2 separate regions of the Mus musculus genome follow, and region 2 is linked to region 1. Evidence: chromatin contacts called from public promoter capture Hi-C data. All regions are on one chromosome and are shown on one strand. Each heading gives the region's core, a stretch centred on a gene start, on an enhancer-like site or on the middle of the called end of the contact. The rest is flanking DNA. Distances are from core to core; before and after follow the strand shown.

Region 1 (4,620 bases), core at 1,059-3,558:
CCAGCACCCACATGGCAGCTTACCACTATCTGTAAGTAAAGTCCCGGAAGATCCAATTCCCTCTTCTGGCCTCTGCAGGTAATGCATCAATGTGTTGAACAGACACACACATAAAATATATGCAAGCAACACACACACACACACACACACACACACACACACACACACACACACGCATAAAATAAAAACAAATGAGTTTTTGTTTGTTTGGTTGGTTGATTTTTCGAGACAGGGTTTCTCTGTGTAGCTCTGATTGTCCTAGAACTCACTCTATAGACCTGGCTGGCCTCAAATTTAGAGAGCCACCTGTCTCTGTGTTCCATGTGCTAGGATCAAAGGTGTGAGCCACCACGGCCTGGCTAAAAACAAATTAAGTTTTTAAAAAGGAAAATAAATGTAGGCCGGGTGTGGTGGCACACGCCTTTAATTCCAGCACTTGGGAGGCAGAGGCAGGCAGATTTCTGAGTTTGAGGCCAGCCTGGTCTACAGAGTGAGTTCCAGGACAGCCAGGGTTACACAGAGAAACCCTGTCTCAAAAAACCAAATAAATAAATAAATGTAGAGCTTTTTATTGAGACCCAAGGGGAATCTTCACAATTACCTATGGAAGTACTTCTCTTCAGGGAGATCTTCATGTGAGTGGATATTGTGTATCCATGCCTCATCAATAAAGAAAAATGTTCTTCCCCTTGGAGGGGTTTAAGCCATGAATAAGAATTTGAATTCTCAGCCGGGTGTGGTGGCGCACGCCTTTAATCCCAGCACTTGGGAAGCAGAGGCTGGCGAATTTCTGAGTTCAAGGCTAGCCTGGTCTACAGAGTGAGTTCCAGGACAGCCAGGGCTACACAGAGAAACCCTGTCTTGAAAAACAAAAAACAACAAAAAAAAAGATTTTGAATTCATTTCTCTCCCTGTACCTTCTGTCTCTGTTGTCTAATATGTCATTTATCTGTGTACTGTGTGTATGATTAATAAGGGATATATATATATCAGAAAACATGGCATGTGAAAGGAATAAGGACTTTCTTCTAGAAATATTTTTAAATAAATTTAAACAGATTGAATACACAGTAGGGAAACAAGACAGGTACATAATTTTAAATGTCTCAAATCTTTAATTTGGTTTCAAGGTCTTCAGTTTCTGAAGGCAAATATTTTGGGGGGAAAAAAACCCAAACTATTCCCACAACACTGAACACTCTCATGAAGTCAGTACCAATATACACCTTGCAAACATAAAGCTAAAATGAAACTAATCTCATCGCGCTGCTAAAATTGGTGGGTCAGGGTCCGAACCAACATCTATCTGGATAACCAAAAGTTTCCGTTCTTCCCATCACTCTGAAATATTTAGGAATGACTAAGCAAAGCACGTGACCTGAACACTTTTTTTTTAAAGTTTATATGTATGTGTGTGCAGGTGCTTACAGAGACCAAGAAGGCCTTGGATCCCTGGAGCTGGAGCCTTCTTACACGGGTGCTGGAAATCAAATCCAGGTCCTGTGCAAGAGCAGGAAGCACTCTTCTTAATCTTTGAGCCACAGCTTTAGACATAAACATTTTAAGGCCTTGACATAAACATTTTAAATTATACAAATTTCACAATACTTGGGTTGGTATTATCATCTCAATCGAAAAAAAAAAAAGCCAAAAAAAAAAAAAACAAAAAACAAAAAACCAAGGCTCAAGTAAGTTGGATACTTTCAAGATCTTGTAGCCTTAGGATACAGGAATAGCCTTTTGTCCTCAAGCATTCCTCAGCGTGGCAGGCATGTTTGGATTTCCAGCTCTTTAAACGCTGTGCATTTGTCAACTAGTATGCAATAGGTAAGCGAGAGCGAGCGCTCCACGTGCCAGGGTCTTAATGAATTTGCACAAGGACAGGACTGGGTGGGTCACTGCGCAAGCCAAAAGACAGAAACGTGCGCAAACACCATCGCGCTCCCGGGACAGCTCCCCGAGGCAGAGCTGTACGCACGCGCAGAGGCTGGCACGCGTTAGAGCATCCTTACCCCCATGGGCGAAAATAACCAAAAACTGCGAACAGCACCCGTTAACAGGTCTTCCTGCCTCTAGAGGGCCCTAGCATCGTGGCGCAGCACCCTGACCTGGCAGCGCGTCCTTTCTCACCCACAAACACTTGAGATATTAAAACAGCTCAAAGGCGCTTAGGTTTCCAAGTGCGGGAGACAGGAGGGTGAACGTAAGTACCAGGATCTAGAAACTGGCCTGCCCCGGGGACAGCGACTTCCTCTCCAGCCCCGGAAGTACCTCAAGAATGGGCGGGCTCTAGCTCGAAGCGGAAGCAAGGGGCGGTCCCGCCTAGGGGGCGGGGATTCAGCGGGGGACTCAGTCCCCGAGCCTTGTCACTCTTGGCTTCCGCCCGGGTGAGGTGTCTATGGAGGGGCTCCTGGCCCAGCTGTGTGGCACGGACGCGGCGCGGCCGCTCCCGCTGTGGGAAGGGGACACGACGGGCCACTGCTTCACCCAGCTGGTGCTCAGCGCCCTTCCCCACGCGCTCCTCGCCGTCCTCAGTGCCTGCCACTTGGGCACCCCAAGGTGAGACTGCAACGAGGCACCAACTCACATCGCTCCCAGATGTCCCTGGGATTGCGAGGTCTCTGTAGGGCAGAAGCAGAATAAAAGCTGACTGTTCGCACTCAGTTGAGCAAGCCACCTACCTTCTCGGAGTCTCCGCAGTTTTGAGCGGGTTCAATGACACAAGGCGTTTAAACACCGAGTGCGGCGCCTGTCATATCCTTAAAGTTGCCAATGCATCTCTCTTGCAGAGTTTTAAATGTCCTAGTGGAGCTGCCATGAATTGGAGGCAAACTTAGATAAACGTTTTAGCAAAAAAAAAAAAAAAAAAAAAAAAAAAGGATGCTTGTATAGGGCCAGTGGCACGCCACTTCCATCCAGCAAGCCCTGCTATCCCTAGGCTAAAAGCCCATGTAGACTCTGCTGGAGAGAAGCTGTAGGAAGAAGAGTAACGAAATCAAAATCTTAGAACTAACTTGGCTTTGTGTTGTGAGGTGTTGGTGCTACACTCGCCTTGATTTTATATTTAGTTCTTGGATGGCCAAGTTAAGTCCTTCTGTCCCTTTTGCAGAATGAAGCAAAAGCCTAGAAGAGGTTAGTACAGACACCCACAGCAAGCCTGCTCAGGTCAGGCATGTGAAGCCTTTAATCCCAACTCTTGGGAGACAGAGGCAGGTGGATGGATGCCTGTGAGTCCAAGGCCAGCCTGGTCTACAAAGTGAGTTCCAGGCCAGGCAGGGCTAATAAGAGAGCGCCTGTCAAAAAAAAAAAAAAAAAAAAAAAGGGGTGGTCTAGTCTAAGCTTTTCTAGAGGCAGAGGGATCTCAGCTTGGGCCACATGAGAGGGAACAAAAGGAACTAAAGTGTCTAGTTTATAGATAAACATTTTTTAGGACTGCAAAGAGCTTAACAGACTCAGTTGAGTTGTTTTGTGTTGTTGAAATAGGGTGTCATTCTGTATGCCCGGCCTAGAACTCAAGGAGATCTGCCTGCTCCTGCCTTCTAAGTACTGGGATTAAAGAAATATGGCTCCAGCCTCACCCTCTGCTTTTTTGATCAGTTGGTTGATTGATTTTGCCCAACTGTATGACTGTGCACCACTTGGGTGCAATGCCTGAGGAGGCCAGAGGGGAGGGCATCAGATCCCCTGGAATTGGAGTTTCAGACAGCCATGAGCTGCCATGTGAGTGCTGGGAACTGAACCCTTGGTCCTCTGTAAGAGCAGCCAGTGCTCTTAACTGCCCGGCTGTCTCTCTAGCCCCAATTTCATTCTTTTTAAAAATACTGGAAGAGTTTTATGCATAAGAGTGTTCGACAGCAATTATTCATATGTGCTACATGCATGTCGGGTAAAAGATGGCATTGGGTGCCCTGGAACTAGTGTTACAGAGGACAGTGAGCTATCATATGGGTGCTCGGAACTGACCTCAGATCCTCTGCAAGAACATCTCTACCAACCCAGTTTTCTTTTATGTGAACTTGGAAATGCATTCTGATAGTCACTGCTATAACTTTTTTCTCTTTGATTTTTTTTTTTTTTGTAAGACAAAGCTTTGCTATGTAGCCTTGGAAATCTTTTGCATCTCCACCCTACCTGGTCCTGGGATGACAAGTCTGTACCGTCACGACTGACCCTGTGTTTGATTCTCTTTGAGGGGAGAAGGGTGTTGAGATGAGGTATTAAATAGCCCAAATTTGGCTTGAGTTTATGGCCCTCCTGACCCAGCTCCCAACTGCTGATGTTACAGGTGTACTCCACCACACCCAGCCTATATTTGAGATATTTGAGGGTTCCCCCCTCCCCGCCCAGGATCTTACTATATAGCACTGGCTGGCCTAGACCTTGCTAAGTAGACCAGGCTGACCTTGAACTCACAGAGTTCAAACTGACCACTTGCTTCTGCCTCACTAGTGCTGTGATTAAAGGCTGTTTCCATTGTTCAAGTGTATTGTGTGTGTGTGTCCACAAATGCCTGTGGAGTTCAGAAGAGGATAGAGGAGCCTCTGGAGCTGGAGTTGTAGGCAGTTGTGAGCTTTCTGACATGGCTGCTAGGAACTGAACTCAGCTGTCCTTGAGCAGCGA
Region 2 (4,620 bases), core at 714-3,213, 1.0 Mb before region 1:
CTGCATGTACGAGAGTGTGGAGGCTAGAAGCTGTTGGGTGTCATTAAGGAAGGATCTCATTGGCCCCAAGTCTCAACTTTTCTTGGCTAGTCTGGAAGGCCAAAAGCTTCAGCGGACCCATGAGCCCCTGGAGCCTCCCCTTGACAGCCTGGTGCTGGCACCCGAACCCCAGACTTGTGCAAGTGCTCTTAACTACTGCAGCCCTAGCCCCTCAATTTTTTTTTTCTTTTTTTGTTTTGTTTTTCGAGAAAGGGTTTCTCTGTATAGCCCTGGCTATCCTGGAACTCACTTTGTAGACCAGGCTGGCCTCGAGCTCAGAAATCCACCTGCCTCTGCCTCTCAAGTGCTGAGATTAAAGGTGTACACCACCACCACGCCCGGCTTGATATTTTTCCTAAGGTAAGTGATTATACAAGTGTGGGCCAGGGCTGCCCATGAATTCTTAAGATACTCTCGGGAGGCCTGAAACCAAAACTCACCATGACATTACTCAAGACTTTTCTGCTCTCATTCTCCATTTGGTGTTCAGTGGAGTCTTCCAGAGCTGCGTGGGTTGTACCATCTAGTAAAAGATGGTATGCGAAAACTAACGAGAGAAAAGCTGCCTTTGCTGGAAGGCTGCGTCCCAGGCTTACTCTTCTTCAAATTTGCTTCTGCTTTGGAAAGCAGGCTTTCTAAAGTGTTAACTAACCTGGGACGATATCGAGGCTGGAGTGATGGCTCGGCAACCCTAGCAGACCACTCGAGTCCCACAGAAGGCTACAAATGGGCTTCAGTGGCAGAACCCTTGTCTGGTGTAAGCAAGGCCCTGGGTTCAATCTCTAGTATGAAAAACAAACTTTTTGGAATCTTTGATCCTTTTTTTTTTCGAGACAGGGTTTCTCTGTGTAGCCCCGGCTGTCCTGGAACTCACTTTGTAGACCAGGCTGGCCTTGAACTCAGAAATCCGCCTGCCTCTGCCTCCCGAGTGCTGGGATTAAAGGCGTGCGCCTCTTGCTTTGGCCTCTCAAGGGCTGGTATTACAGGTGTGGGCCACCACCTCTGGGTTACATGCTGCTGTGGGGCCGACAGGGCCAGCTTTAGGCATTAGGCCCTTGAGCAACCGAGCCACAGTGTCAGCTCTTCCTTTTTTAAAGAATTCGTTTATTTTGGGACAGGGCCTCAATATGCAAGCCAGGTTTTACAAGTAATGCTATTTCAGGGTCAGCCATCTGACCCAGTTCTGAGCATTATTTTCAAAACTACTAAATGACCATTGAGAAGAGTCACAAAAGTTTCAAGACCAAAGTTCTTGAGAACAGCCTGGTTTTTTTGTTTTTAATTTAAATTATTTTTGTGATAGGATCTCAATACATAACCTGGCTGTCTTCGAACCCAGAAGTTCGTCCGCCTGCCTCCTTTCCCCAGTGCTGTGATTCATGCCATGCGAACTCCAGGCAAGTTTTCCTTTTTCAAAGACCCTCTCGAGGGAGATCTGACCCATTCCCCTGACCTGGGAGCTCTCGGGTCACCTCCTCAGCCGTGGAGGCGAGCAGGGCGTCCCAGTGGGGCTGCACCGGGGCTTTATGTGACCCAGCGTTTGCTGGCTCGGTTCCTAAGAATCCGAGACCAGCGTTGTCTTCTCTGAGCTCACGGTTTCCATGGCCCTCTCTACCGTGGAGGGAGGGCTCTGAACGCGTTTTCCTCATCCTTCCTGCTCTGACGTCTTACGGTTCTCGCTCCCGTCTTGCCAATTTATGTAGGGTCCCTCGAGAGAAAAACCTGCCCTTTTCTTGTCACTTTCTAATAACTTCCTCCAACGGAGGATGACTCCGTACGGGTCGGGCAGAGGGTGGCAGCGAGACTCGACGATGACGGCGCCGTCGGCAGCCGGGACCCCACGCCCACCCCTTTACCTGCTGCAGGCGCCGGCACAGAGCCACACACGCTGCGCGCGCCGCCATCTTGGTGCCCTGATCGCCCAGGACCGCTTCCGGGGTCACAGCATTGTTCGCGAACCATAGAGTTCGAAAAGGAAAGAGTGTCTCCTGTGTTCCGACACTGAAACAACCATAGAGACGGTGCTCCTTGAATTTTTTTAAAATTATATTTTAAATTTTCTATTTTCTTATTTATTTACTTATTTATTATTCACTCATTCATTTAAGGTTTTGAGTGGATGCGTCGCTTCCGCCGTCTGGATAAACTCCCAGGTTCTATCTATACGCTGTCTATCCTAAGATCCTATTTGTCTTGGGTGGTTCTGTTTGCTTAGAGACAAACACAACAGAAATACTTGGGAAGGAAGTTGCTGCTGCTACTGAGTCCAAATTCTAACATTTTACCTTATTGCAAAAGGCGTTTCATTCTTAAACTTTGTTCACACCATCGGAATGCCAGGCTTGTTAATGGATTTTTCTAAATTGTGTTTTTCAAAATGCCTTCCCATGCAATTTAGCATAATGGAAGCTCCACACTTAGGCGCTCTGGTTTCTATTTAGGTGGGTGACTTGATCAAATTTCTTCCGTACTTTGAACCCCCTTTTTTTTTTTTTTTTTCTTTCACTTGCCAAGTAGAGATGAGAACAAATCATACTTGCAGTAGAGGATTAAATGAGATTAAAATGCTACATGATAAATGTCATCCTGAATTTGTGACATCTCTTCTACATCCTGGGCCTTAAGAGGTTGTTGGGAAAATGAATAAGGGTCAACTTAATGCGAATGAAACAAAGTATATGTCTTAGTAAGGGTTTCTATTGCTGCTACAAAACAACATGATCAAAAAGCAAGCTGGGGAGGAAAGGGTTTATTTGGCTTGCACTTCCAGATCACAGTCCATCACTGGAGGAAGTCAGGACAGGAACTCAAGCAGAGCTGGAATCTGGAGGCAGGAGCTGATGCAGAGGCCATGGAGGGGTCCTGCTTACTGGCTTGCTTCCCATGGCTTGCTCAATCTGCCTTCTAATAGAACCCAGAACTACCAACCCAGGAATGGCAGCACCCACAGTAGGCTGGGCCCTCCCCCACAGATCAGCAGTTGTGAAAATGCCTTACAGTTGGATCGTATGGAGATATGTCTTCAACTGAGGCTCCTTCCTCTCCAGTGACTCCAGCTTGGGTCAAGTTGACACACAAAACTAGCCAATACTATATCTCCATAAACCATCATGCCAATGTAAAGCTGGGTCTCCCACAAGCAGGCATTAATTCTTATTTGGCAGGCCAGAGAACTAAGCAAAGGGTAGAATGTCCAGATGGCACAACTGATGAGAGATTTATGAATATGGACCACTTTCCTGCCCCTCAGGCGGGCCTATATGTGATCTCTATATGGAAACAGAATCTTTAACTAGTGTGTGGCTGGATTTGGCTATGCCCTACCTGCACAGGCAACCCAGAAGTGTCCTCAGAATTAGCTCTGGTGGCCCCTCTCAGCCAATGATCTGTTCTGACAGTACCCCAACCTTAATCTCTTTACTACCTCTAGACTTTGCATCCATCTCTCCGTATGGTCCTTCATGATGGCTTCTCACCCAGCCTCCAGTCCTTCTGGGTGGTCTCAGCTCAGGGAGTCTACTGCACCCCTAACTAGGGAATGACTCTCACTTAGGATACCTAATCTTATGCTCACAGAAGTAATTGTATCATAATTTTAAGGTGAGGTTCAGAGCCAAGTTGACTTGGCCAACGTCATATGGTGAGGTCCAGCTGAACCCGTAGCCACCTTCACAATCCTAGTTCAAGGACTGTACTACTCTTACAGTGGGCTGTTTCTGTCTATGATGATGTTCAGTGTTGATGTCTCTTTTGGATGAGAAGACTTTAGGTACCCTCCTGCCCACCCCACTTCACAGAGAAAGTTTGATTGACTTGGTTTTATGACTTGGCAGCATGATCTGCTAATTGGAACCAGAGAGGTGTGCTCTAAGCAGCCTTCACTACTAGATGTCCTCTCCTTGAAGGCCCCGGTCTTTGTTTCCATGGATTCTCTCAGCTGAGATTCAGATCTTCCAGGGCTGCTTGTGGCCACTGAAGCTGTGTTTGCATCATTAGATTTCTCCACATCTTATGCTTGAATGTGGTGCTTTTCTGAGAACCCCTCGTTTTCCTCTCCTAAGTCATGAGTCATAAAACTACATTTCAGTGTAATGCCTGAGTGGCAAGTGCAGAAGTTAGGGTCTTAGTTAAGATTTCTATTGCCATGATGAACACCATGATCAAAGCAACTTTGGGGGAAAAAGTTTATTTGGCTTACACTTGCATATTACTGTTCATCATCAAAGGAAGTCAGGGCAGGAACTCAAGCAGGGAAGAACCTGGAGGTAGGGGTTGATGCAGATGCTATGATGCCCTGATGGGATGCAAGCATACTGGTTTGTTCTTTAGCCTGCTTTCTTATAGAACCCAGGACCACCAGCCAGCACAGGGGTGGCCCCATCCACAATGGGCTGGGCCCTTCCCCATTGCTCACTAATCAAGAAAATGTCTTATAGGCTATTTTTCTTAATCTTATGGAGGCATTTTCTTAATTGAGGGTCCCTCTTCTCAGATGACGGTTGTGTTAGTTAGGGTTCTTTAGAGTCACAGAACTTATGGAATGTCTCTATATATTAAGGGAATATATTGTACTGACTTAAA

Evidence for each region. Promoter capture Hi-C pulls out the DNA fragments that hold promoters and counts their contacts.
Region 2: a promoter capture Hi-C map of liver shows a contact between it and region 1, with 4 times the contacts expected there. The contact joins the promoter of Mrps10 here to the promoter of Abcc10 in region 1. A contact is called at or near these places in 2 of 39 promoter capture datasets (liver and pre-B cells) and 1 of 115 datasets of contacts at active chromatin or transcription factors (astrocytes).

Annotation. Positions count from the first base shown.
Region 1 is chr17:46,325,711-46,330,330 of GRCm38.p6, reverse strand. Abcc10 (ATP-binding cassette, sub-family C (CFTR/MRP), member 10) reads left to right here and starts at 2,308. Exons shown (of 21, transcript NM_170680.2): 1 at 2,308-2,559. The coding sequence starts at 2,399.
Region 2 is chr17:47,366,230-47,370,849 of GRCm38.p6, reverse strand. It overlaps Mrps10 (mitochondrial ribosomal protein S10), which reads right to left and starts at 1,963. Exons shown (of 7, transcript NM_001146212.1): 1 at 1,896-1,963. The coding sequence starts at 1,943.